Regions from separate parts of the Gossypium hirsutum genome. Here region 2 is linked to region 1. The links are chromatin contacts, called in public Hi-C maps. All regions are on one chromosome and are shown on one strand. The core of a region is the stretch at or near the end of the contact, and the rest is flanking DNA. Distances in the headings are between cores, read along the strand shown.

Evidence for each region. A called contact is a pair of places that touch in the nucleus more often than the background predicts.
Region 2: a Hi-C map of leaf shows a contact between it and region 1, with 2.4 times the contacts expected there. The contact joins the enhancer-like site here to the promoter of LOC107962472 in region 1. A contact is called at or near these places in 9 of 34 Hi-C or Micro-C datasets (cotyledon, fibers, hypocotyl and 2 more).

The regions. Positions count from the first base shown.
Region 1 is chrA06:6,200,016-6,202,715 of Gossypium_hirsutum_v2.1, reverse strand. LOC107962472 (F-box/kelch-repeat protein At1g22040) reads right to left here and starts at 1,263. Exons shown (of 2, transcript XM_016898881.2): 1 at 1,082-1,263; 2 at 1-307. The coding sequence starts at 290.
Region 2 is chrA06:6,302,153-6,304,852 of Gossypium_hirsutum_v2.1, reverse strand. No RefSeq gene overlaps it. Among protein-coding and RNA genes, the nearest start is that of LOC121230362, 16 kb to the right of the region's middle. Within about 2 kb of position 1,307, at least 7 of the 9 cell types and tissues checked have an H3K27ac peak or open chromatin away from gene starts, as enhancers often do. A contact at or near this core is called in cotyledon, fibers and leaf, where this site is marked.

The sequences.
Region 1 (2,700 bases), core at 14-2,513:
ACATATAACCACTCCTCTGTCTTTCCAAGTTCTTTTCTCAAATTAAACAGTTGAGGGCTCATAACAGTCGCCTTCCACTTCTGTGACACCAACCTTAAATTGAAGTAGTGAATTCTAGGAAGTCGAGCAAGGATCTGCAATGACAGCTCATCAGGAAGACAAGGAATCAATCTTGAGTTATCTTCATTCAAGCATGAGGACTTATTTTTCTTGCACGTTCCACTTTGTAAGACCTCGTTGCAGTCATTTATCGAACTCCTTGGTGCAGCCAAGCTCAGAACAGCCCCCATGAATTTTAGCCTGCTTGCTGCAATGTTGATGTCATTGGACTTCCATTGATCAATGAAAATGTTACAGATGAAAGAACCGAAGTAAAACTATAAGATGCAATGCTCATTATTAGACCCAACAAATGCATCTTCAGGCCATTCTTTGACTTTCAGCTAGCACAAACTTAACATAAATCAAAAGGAAACACCCTTTACTCCTCTTTCTTCTCCTAAAAGCCAAGCCAAAGTCTATGAAATTCGATTCAACTATTCCCCCAACCTCTAAAGTCTCTACCCCCAAAAGAAAGGAAGACAATATAATTAAACTAACATAGCATTGGACTAAATAATTCATTTAAACCAAGTTCCCTGCAATTGTGTTCAAAGATTAATCCCCATCACCTCCGCCCCCCCCAAAAAAAAAATTACATAGAAAACACTGCAAAAAAAGAAAAAAGAAAAAAGAAGACCCTCTTCCCCAATTTACATCACCCATCAATACAAAGAAGAAAGATATATAACACTTCTAACTCAATTTCAGATCAACCCACCTAATGATCATAAAACTTTCACTGCTAATCATACTGTTAATTTTTCCCAAACTCAACCATTCTACTTCAACGTCATCAACAGATAATTAGTGAAAGAAACAGAAAATTTTTACAAAATAAAATCAAATGCAAGAAAAAAAACCATAATTCAGAATTTTAAAAGAATTGAAGGAGAAACCGCATGAATTTCAGGTGCATTTACTCGGATCTTTAACTGGAACAAAAATAAATAAATAAAGGAAGGGTTGAGTGAAAAATTACCTAACACTCAGAAAATAGTAACATCCAAATTAGCAAGTGAAGCGATCTATCAAACCCAAAAGCGAATTTTGTTGGGACACTGTGTTTGCAATTGTAAATACTAAATTGCAGTTCATTTCTGGCTGCTCGAAATACATATAAATAATAAACAGAATCAGCAAAAAATAAAATAAAAATTTAGGCAGACCGATCATGATAAAATAATAACAATAACGTTTGTTTACGCTTTGCCACGTTTACAAACAATGCCAACGTGTATCACAAAAATCAGGATTTTTTATTTTTTCCTCATTTCTTTATTAGTCAACGTGTAAATTGATTATATTTTATTATTCTTACATGTGACATCTCATTAATGGTTGTTGTTAAAGTTGTGTTTTCACATTACGAGGTTCTTTTCGTTTAGGCCCATAAATCTTTATGGGCTCATTAGGCCCAGGATTAGTTTCACCCCTTTCATTTTCATCTTTAAATTTTCGGATTTAAAATAAAAAATGGAATTCTAGAATTGGTTAAAATGTGATGTTACTTCTTATACTTTGACAAAATTTGAGATTTAGTCCTTGTTCTTTATAAGTTAAAAATTCAATGTCAGACTTTTTCAATTTGAAATTCGAGTTCAATCATTATCGTCATTGGTAATTTTTATCAAATTGTTTTGCTCGGTACAAAGGAAAGAAAATTAGAAAGATGGAAAATTGAAGGATTGGAAAACTATAAGGATGAAAAATATAAATTTTCTTTTCATAAGTGTGCTTGGTAGGATAGATGGAAAAATAGAAAAAAAATACAATTTTCTTTCTCTCTGTTATTTGGTAGAGTTGAAAAGTAAAAGAAAAGAAATTAAAACAATTGAAAAATATTTAATTTGAACTAACATACACTTGTCTCTCATTTTCTTTCCTTTCATAGTTCCAATTTGAAAGAATTGATTTTTTATGTATTAAGACGAAAAATTATCACTCTTATTTTCTTTCTTCTCACTTTTCTTCCTGTAACACCCCTATCCCGTATTCGTTGCCGAAATAGGGTTTCGGGGCATTATTAGAATTTACATATCATTTAACAAAAAATTTTAATTAAATACTTACTGATTCAATGCATCATATAAATAAACATATTACCGTTCAATCAATAACTTGGCACTTGTTTAAGTATCAAACAACAACATTGTTAGTATACTTGTACATATTTCATATAATTTCAACATTGATATACCTATTTTCTCGACATATCACACTTAAGTTTAATAATGATTCTTAATTTACATAATTTTCTTCTATTAACATATCAAAGATAATCATATATGTACATGTCACGAAACATATTATTCTCTTACCATTTCTTCATAAGCATATATCATTCATTTCGTTATATAAAAATTTCATACACCATCATTTCCATATATCTTATGTATATTTATTTCGGTAATTGTTCATGTTAAGCTTAACATAAATTAAATTCCATGTACCTATATTTATTTCATTTATCTATCTTCTTAATTGTTTCATACAACTATTTTGTACATATATTTTCATATGACCAATTCTTGTAAACATTTCACACAACCATTTTGTATAACCAATTCATATAACCATTCATATAACCATCTGTATAAC
Region 2 (2,700 bases), core at 58-2,557, 100 kb before region 1:
CATGTCAACAATGTGGTGATGTTTGCGCTCAGCCACTCTATTTTGTTCAGAAGTATGTGGACACGTTAATCGATAAATTATCCCTTGCGAAGCTAGGACAGACTTGAAGGCTCGATACTCTCCGCCCTAATCACTTTGAAACTATTTAATAGTCTTTCCAAACTGAGTTTTAACAATTGCTGAAACTGAACAAAATAGTGCACAATTTAAGATTTTCGACGAATCAGATAGATCCACGTAAAGCGAGTACATACATCAATGAAAGACACATAATACCAATTATTTTCACATGCAACAGATGCAGGGCCCCAGAGATCAGAGACAACCAAGGTAAAAGGATCACTATATTCAGTAGTGGAAACAGGAAATAGCAATTTATGTGGCTTCCCTTTTTGTCATGCGGTACATATAGCATCAAGACAATATTTATTCGAGGCAATACTACATTCGTCTAAAATAGCTTTAACAACACTAGCAGATGGGTGACCAAGACGGTTATGCCATAAAGAAAAAACATTACAATCCTTGGACGTATGCTGAAGCACAGATGAATTAGCAACTGGAGCTTCGACTGACTGAGTAGACATCACAGGCACCGAAAAATGGTATAGTCCATCACGAATGTGGCCCTTCAGCAAAGTTTCTCGTGTTATAATGTCCTTAATAACACAATATGTCGGATGAAATTCAAAAAACACACCATTGTCATTGGCAAATTGTGATACTGATAAGAGGTTTTTCCTTATACTTGGAACACATAAAACATTAGATAAGCATAGCAATTTAGACTGAGTGGGTAAAAAACTATGGCCAACCGACAAAATCGAGGCGGGTGTTCCATCACCTATTAAGAGAGAAGACGTATCTAAATACGGGGTAGTGTTATTCAGAGCCTATGGATCCCGACAAACATGATTACTAGCGCCAGAGTCAGGATACCATGACGCAGTGCCAACCGGCATAGGAATATATGACTCCATGCCATCACCATGAGACCCAAGCTGCGCGAAATTGATATGAGAACCAGAAGAGTCGAAGTAATCTGATGCATGAATATTACCTTCTCGAGGAAGCCCGATACACAGATCAGACTCGGAGTAAACACGAGATCGGGGTTTAGTTTTCTAAGGAATCGGTGCACCACCCGACGGACTAACATTCAGCTCCAAGCCAAAAGACAAATCAAATTGAACATGATTTGAGACAGGCCCAATAGGCATAGGTAGGGCATTTGGCCTTGAAAGCCCATTGTTTGGTTGATTTGTGTGCATCATTGGGGGGTTTGGCCTATTTGTATATAGCATGGACAGGTGTGGCATATTGATTTCATGCGGCCCATGTACAAGGACAATCTGCACCCCAACGTTCGGCCTAGTATAAGGATTCATAACAAGCTCTTTCTGAGGCACAAACCAATTTTGGCTATTGGCAATCCAATTTTAACCAACATCATTGGTGAACCGAGGGCGTCGTGGCTTATGAAAATACCATCTATTACCCATAATCGCGTCAAGCAACGCCTCCATAAGCAACCAATGAGACGGCCCTCCTTGGTGCGACACCGGAGCCACTACCGGTGACTACTATTCACGGTGGTACCGGTAATAACACCTTTGGACGATGTGACTGTACCTGCCACAGATCTGACATTGAAACCGAGAGCGAAAACCTCATCCACAACCATGAGAAGGCGAATGGCCAACACGAGGAGATCTGTCTACCGTCGGCGACGGAGTGCCTTCCACAAGATTCGCAGCAAACACGACCTCTTGAACCGTCTTCGCCTATCAAGCTTCACACTCAAGAAGAGCATCGACCAATCGTTGAAATGTTAACAGACCAAAGAGAGCGAGGTAGAGGATACGACGGCATCAAACTCGAAGGGCAGACCCGCAAGCGTGATCTCAGTCCTTTCGGCCTTCGAGATTTGAGATCTAGACGCTTTAAAAAGAGCATACAAGCTTTTTATTTTAGTAATATAACTTTTTATAGAGAGAATACCTTTTGTGAGAGAGTGCAGTTCGTGGCGAAACCATGACTGCTTTGTGTCCGTGTTCGCCGTAAACAAGTTGTTAGTCGTTATCCACACATCGCATGCGGTTTAGACATTTGTGAAGGAGGATAGGAATGAAGGGCTAATCATGGATAATAGCCACGACGTGAGGAGATTGTCTTGTTGATTGAAAATTGAAGCAAAAGGATTTGCAACGAGAGCACCGTCGGGTGCTTGAACGAACCTCATCGGGGCCGATAGGGTACCATCAAGAAACCCCGTCAAATCATAGCTGGCCACAATTAACTGCACTTGTTGTTTCAATTGAACAAAAGCTCCCTCGTTAAGCTTCACCACCTCATGCTTAGGGAAGGAATTTATGATCCGATTGGCAGTGAACACGGAGCCACTCGACTCAACAGAGTCGAAGTCAGTAGAATGTATGGTTGCCATAGCCAAGGATCACCAAGCGACTGATACTATGATAGAAGGTAGGTTTTTAAATGACTTTGTAACTAGCTAATCTCTATTCTGAAATTGAAGATGAACAAGACTGAATGCAAAATTATTCTGTTTTTGTTTCTTGAATGAATCCATGAATTACCCTTCTTTGTACATTGTATATTGTATATATAGAGCTTGCATAACCGCTCTTCAACAAACTGCTAGCTGTACCAACAGCTTCAATTGCTAACTAACTAACTGTA